Linked DNA regions of Oryctolagus cuniculus: region 2 is linked to region 1. The links are chromatin contacts, called in public Micro-C maps. All regions are on one chromosome and are shown on one strand. The core of a region is the stretch at or near the end of the contact, and the rest is flanking DNA. Distances in the headings are between cores, read along the strand shown. Region 1 holds the start of AHDC1 (AT-hook DNA binding motif containing 1). Region 2 overlaps WASF2 (WASP family member 2).

Region 1 (2,967 bases), core at 57-2,556:
GGATTTGGGGGTTGGAGGGGAGGGGCTCCTCCCTCCGCAGTCTCCCCTTTTCCCAGCGCCGATCCTAAAATCCAGCCTTGTTCTCCGCTCCCACGGTCCCCCTTCATGCCCCCCCCCCCACATTCTCAGCAAGCTGGAGAGCAAATTGCAGTTTTAAATCCAAAGGCGGAGGGAGGGGGAAGGAGGAGGGGGCGCGCGGCAGCGCTGGGCGCGCACCTCGCCCCCGAGCCGGGGGAGCCGCGGGGCGGCCAGGAAACCCGAGAACCCCCCCTCTCCGCCCCCCCTCCCCGTCCACCTCCCCCTCCCCCTTCCCGGCGCTGCCTGCCAGGCTTCGAGCCGAGCCCAGCCGAGCCGCGGGCCCCGGTGGAAACAAAGACCGATCGCACCGCGGGCACCGCAGCCACGGGGTCCGGCGGACCGGACCGGGGGGCGCGGGGGCCCCCCCTGGTGCGCTGCACAAAAGAGCCCAGCCGGCCGGTCCCCAGCGGGGGTCTGGGGCTGGGGAGGAGGCGCCACTCACCGGAGTGCAGGGCTGCCGGCTCCGTGGGTCCGAGCCAGGCGAGGGGCTTTGGGGGGCGTCTGTCTTCCGGCGGCGGCAGCGACGCGGGCGCCCGGCTGCTGGGGAGAGGAGTCGCGGAGGAGCCCTGAGCCGCCCGCCGTCGCTGACAGCATGGCTCGCGCCTCGGCTCACATTCTCCGCCGCTAACTCCGCTGGACACGGCCCCCGCGTCCGCGGCGCCCCCCGCCTCGTCGCTCCTGGCTCTCGCGGCGCCCCTCGCTCCCCCCGCTGCGCACACACTCGGTCGGCCCTGGACACCCCCGCCCCACCCCCCCAAGCGCAAACCTGGGAGGGAACGCGCCCCGCGCAGTCCGCCTGCTCCTCCTCCTCCGCCCTCCGCCCTCCCGCGCTCCCCGGCTGTCTGTCTGTCCCTCTGCCTGTCTCCCCTCCGCGCTCGCTCTGCCTTTCTCTGCTCCCCGAGCTGGGTGGGAAAAGGAAATGAGGACAGAAAGCAGACGCTGGCTTTGGGTGGTGGTAGCTGGATTCCCTCTCTCCCTCCCTCCCCCTCCTCCCTCCCTCCTCCTGCCTTCTGCTCGCTCCGCCGCGAGCGGGTGGCTCGCTCTGCCCGCCCGCCTGTCTGTCTGTCTGGTCCGCCTCGCTAGCTCCCTCCCTCCGTCTCTCGCCCTCGCCCTGCCTGCCTGCCGCTCTCCGTCTCCGCCGCCGCCGCCGCTGCCTCTGCGAGCTCTCCTTACCTTCGCCGCTCACCATCCGGAACCCCAGGGGGGAGCGCGCGCGCGGCACGCCGGGACTTGTAGTCCCCGCCCCGGCCGCTCGGCGCGCGCGGCGGGCGGGGCGAGCGGCTGCTCCGACGGCGCGGCCGCGGCGCGCGGGGACAGTGCGCGCAGGGGCCTGGGGCCGCGGAGCCGGCGGTGGCCGACGGGCCGGGGTGCTTCCCGCGGCCTCTGGGCCCCGTGTTGGGCGCTGTGGCTAGGGCGGAGGCTGCGGGTGGGAGTGAAGGGGGCGGGGCCTGAGAATGGAATGGGAGTGGAACGGGGAGTCGGGGCGGGGCGGGGGGTGCCGATTAGCCAGCGGGGCTGCGACTTGCCGGGGTGTCCCGATTAGAAGGGAGGGGCAGAGGAGAGAAGCGGTTCTTCAATTTGGGGGCGCTCTCCCTTTCTAAAAAGGTCTCCCGTGGCGTACTTTAGCGCGAGCCAGCGAGCCCCGTCCCCTGCACCAGCGACCCCTCCTCTCCGTCTATCTCTGAGCTCCCACACCTCGTTTTCCTGGACGTCCGAGGGCGGCGAGAGCGCTGAAGTCCTGGGTACCCCACAGACAGCCCCACGCGGAAGCAGGATTCAGATTCCACAGCTCTGAGCTCCTGCTGCGCCCGGGGCTGGGCTCAGCACTTTCACCTACCTCCTCTTCAGGTCACATCTGTTCTGCAGCCCCTGGCTGCGGGCCCCCTGCCTGGCCTGACCCACAGATGGGAATGTGCTCGGCCCAGGGCCTGTCGCGGCTGGACGGCCCCGGAAGAACTGCCGCAGGCACCGCGGGCCCCTGCGTCCTGCTACAGCCCGGCGAAATTGTGCTGTGGCTGTGGTCCCCTCCTCCATGCGCTGTGCCTGGCTTCTCTCCGTGCCGTGCTTCTGTGTGCCCTTCCCGGCGCTTCCGTTCAGCAAATGTTAACTGAGGTCCGCCGGGCACAGGCGTCCAGAGGTCCTGCAGGTCCCACCTCCTCCCAGCGGCTGCCCCGGTCTGCACTTCCTCCAACAATGTCTTTGTTCTCAGCCCACCTGTCCCTCACTCCTTTCGCCTGGTCACCATCTTCTCCACACCTGCACTCCTCCCAAGCCCCTCATATTCAACAATCTGGAACCCCCAGAGGGCAAAATAGAGGATGGGGGTGGGAAGTGAAGGGGCTCTTGTTGTGGGGGGAGCTGTGGCAGTGACAGGAGCAGTCTAGGATTCCAACCAGTGCACCCCTCGACTTGCCAGCGTGGCTGCCGTGCCCGGCTGGCTCCATCCGGGAGCAGCTTCTCGCAGACAAGCTAGCCCCTGCACTCAAAGCTGTCCTCCTGGAACGGGGAGCAGTGAGTGGCCAGATAGTGACAAAAGCAGGTCAATGTCATTGGAAGCCCTTTGCAGCTCCATCGCCTGACTCGAGTTCTTACCAGTAGATGAGACTTTGGCATTTCGCCTTAGCTGGCCCTACACAGGACAGAGCCTGGCACCGGGGCGGGTGCGGGAAGCTTGGGTTCCTCTCTTACCCACCCCTACTCCCCGCCCATTAGGCCTGGCCCGCCCGCCCCAGCAGTGAGGACCTGACTCCGTCTAATTCAAGTTTTGGGAGGCAGTGAGATGGGATAAGCCAATACAGGATGGCTTCCGGGAGGTATGGCGTCCAGGTTATTTGGGATGAAGGTGAGTTTGGGAAAGGCACGGGAGGGGCCAGCTCCACAAATGAGAGG
Region 2 (3,128 bases), core at 363-2,862, 190 kb before region 1:
GAACACTTATTTTAATATTATTCTGGGGCTGGTGGTGTGGTGTAGCAGGTAAATCTGCTGCCTGCAGTGCCAGCATCCCATATGGGCTCTGGTTCGGTCCCAGCTGTTCCACTTCCAATCCGGCTCTCTGCTATGGCCTGGGAAAGCAGTAGAAGATGGCCCAAGTCTTTGGGCCCCTGCACCCACATGGGAGACCTGGAAGAAGCTCCTGACACCTGGCTTCAGATCAGTGCAGCTCCAGCCATTGCGGCCAACTGGGGAGTAAACCAGTGGATGGAAGACCTCTCTCTCTCTCTCTCTGCCTTTCCTCTCTCTCTCTCTCTGTGTAACGCTGATCTTCAAATAAATAAATAAATCTTTTTTTTAAACTGTAAGACTTTACAGTAACTCTTGTTCTGAAGGAGATACACCACTGCTTTCTTGCTTCTGTTAAGCCAACTCCAGATACCTAAGAAGAGACGCTAATTCTGCTATTGTATGTTACAAAGGAAAATGCCATTAACTGACAAAATTCTCTTCATGTCATTTGTTTATTCCATCCTATGCAACACATCAGCTGTGTGATCCCATCCTGTCTCAAAACCGTGTCCCTGAGTCAGCTGGACTAAATAAATGATGGAGGCTGCAGAGTCCAAACTGTCCTGCTCTGCTAGCTGGTCCCTTGGAAAGCTAAGGGCAAACAAAATGGGGAGTTGCCATATATGTGAGAAGCTTCCAGGCCCCCTAAATCAGGCTGGCATCCCTGAATTTCACAGGGATACACCACACACATTTCTGCTCTTCGGTGTAGCCATGCCTGATAGCAGACATCTGCCTCCAGCTATCTGTTACCTGTAATTACTTCTTACCTGTTCCAAAGATATTTATGAATGCAAGCAAAATAAACATTCACCTTCTGACCCTCTCCAGTGTTTGTGTGTGTGTGTGTGTGTTTGTGTGTGTGTTTTTTTTTTTTTTGCAGAATGACAACACTACCAAACCACCAGAGGGGAGGGGCTTTAAGTCATCTATAAGGCAACCTTCTTTTTCAAGACCAGTCACAGCAAGGCAGGCCTTTTCAGAAGGAAATGTCAAAAGGATGTTCAAAACACAGTGAACGAAACTCCTCTGGAAGAAAGCCAATTGCTCCTTAAGCTTTGGAAGGACCTCTCTGGGCCAGAGCAGCCAGCGCATGCGGCAGGCCCCACTAACACGCCCAAACATCTGGTAACCTAGTGGTTTCCAAGTCAGTGGGAGCCTTGCTAGCATGCTGCCCCTGGGATCCACGTTGTAGGACCGCCTTTATAACAAAAGTCCTTTTTGGTTCTATAATAACTAAATTCCTTGGATGGAATCCAAGATGGACCTGGTTTATACCAAATTAAACTCTGCAGGATGCAATGTTACAGCAAACTTTCAATATATATTATATTCACTATGAATTTCAGAAACCAAACAATAATAAATGACAACTGTTCACAGGGTAAACTGTAGCTTCTGTTGCCACAAGCCACTCTGGGATGGGGAGTAAGCTTTTTGATAGACTCTTCTGATGTAAACAACATCTTCAGATAAAAGAGCCTAGTGCTGTTTGTGGTTCAGGCTGGAAAAAGGAAGGAGCCAGCCAGCCGTTACCTGTATGGGGTAAGATTGTTGAGAGGGGGAGGAGTATCACAGGTATTATATGTTTCCAAGACAGGCACTGGGAGAGAGTTTCTGTCAAAGAGCTTCTGGTCCTGAATGGTGGAGCTTCGGAAGGCCTTTCGGGTGTTGATTCCTTGCAGCGACACTGAGAGGAGAGGGAAGGCGTTAGAAAATGGACGACAGGCTGTCTGAGCAAACACTGAGTCACCCCAGTCGGAGAGGCCTCAGCTGCTGCATTTCTTGGCTGCGGCTGTCTGCAGCCAGGTTTTTTTTTTTTTCCTTCCCCTCTGGGGAAGCCCCACAAGGCTGTCAGCAGCCCAGCCATTTCACGACTGAACAAAATGAGGCAACACAAAGGTTTACTATGTGGCCAGATAGACCAGGCCTCTCCTAGGAGGAAGGAATCTTCCAAGTACTTTTATGGTAGCAAAATACAATTGAGAGAAGGGAAATTTGAGCGCTGGGGAACTGGGGGATTGGGAGAAAGAGAGTGTGTGGGGGTGAGGCAGAACTTAAAAGGTTTCTTTACGCCACCCAGGCTTGTCATTTCAGAGCAGAACTCCATAGGTTTCTGTGATTTTTTTCCCCTTGCTTTTTTATAAATTAGGGGGAAAAATTCGAAGAAACTGCTCAGCAGAGCCTGCAAATGCTGAGCTCAGCTTCCTTACCTTCTTCTTCCTTGGGATCCAGCTGAGTGACTTTAACTTGTAGTCGGTCAACCCTCTCAGCAAGGGAGCTTACCCGAGAGGCAAAGGTTTTTGCCTGAGTAAAGAGCTCTCCAAAAATGTCCTCTGCATATTTACCTGCAAAAAGCAAAGAAACCAAGTCACCAGTGCACAGAAGTGACAAAAATGGTCAGGAAACTGGCTACCAAGGCCGGCACGACCCATCCCCATACACTGTCCCGCACCCCCCCGAAGGGAAGTGCCACACTCGAAGAATCTGCTTGCTCTGAGAGATAAAGATACTTTCTCCTTAGCTTCGGCAGTCTGTAGAGAGCACAGCCTTCCTGGATAACTGGACAGTCATGAAACTTGAAACAGGCTGAATAAAACTGAAAGGTGTAATGCAAAAAATTGATGTTGGAAGAGCAGACATATTTGCTTACAGCCCTAGCCCCTTGCTTTTCTATAAAATCACCTGGTAAAATGGTTCTGGAAAACAGACTGGGAGTTAAGAGGACCTTCTGGGTGCCTACAATTAATATGATAAGAAATATCCTCCTCAATGGAGCCACAAAAATGCAATGAACAAGCGTGATGAGTCATGGTATCTTCCAGGGCCCTTGAATTTATCAACAATCCACAAGCAGAGATGTGTAACTTCTCTGAAGGGGTGAAAGGTTACTTTATCTTTTATAACCTACAACTTTCAAAGTCTTTGTTCTGGGTTGCAACCCTTCAAATCTACATCTTAGGGAATAAGTGAAAAGCTGAAAATTTCAAGCCCTCCCTGAAAAACAACATACCAGCGGTCTCTTTCCACAATGTCTTGTTTTTTACAAA

What was found. Hi-C and Micro-C count contacts between places; a contact is called where the count stands out from the background.
Region 2: a Micro-C map of ear pinna shows a contact between it and region 1, with 4 times the contacts expected there. The contact joins the enhancer-like site here to the promoter of AHDC1 in region 1. A contact is called at or near these places in 3 of 6 Hi-C or Micro-C datasets (ear pinna, embryonic fibroblasts and skin fibroblasts).

What each region holds. Positions count from the first base shown.
Region 1 is chr7:143,969,252-143,972,218 of mOryCun1.1, reverse strand. It overlaps AHDC1 (AT-hook DNA binding motif containing 1), which reads right to left and starts at 1,306. Exons shown (of 7, transcript XM_070079004.1): 1 at 1,252-1,306; 2 at 521-618.
Region 2 is chr7:144,154,580-144,157,707 of mOryCun1.1, reverse strand. WASF2 (WASP family member 2) reads right to left here. Exons shown (of 9, transcript XM_002716090.5): 3 at 2,292-2,426; 4 at 1,615-1,768. Among named protein-coding and RNA genes, the nearest start is that of GPR3, 29 kb to the left of the region's middle. Within about 2 kb of position 1,612, at least 5 of the 8 cell types and tissues checked have an H3K27ac peak or open chromatin away from gene starts, as enhancers often do. A contact at or near this core is called in ear pinna, where this site is marked.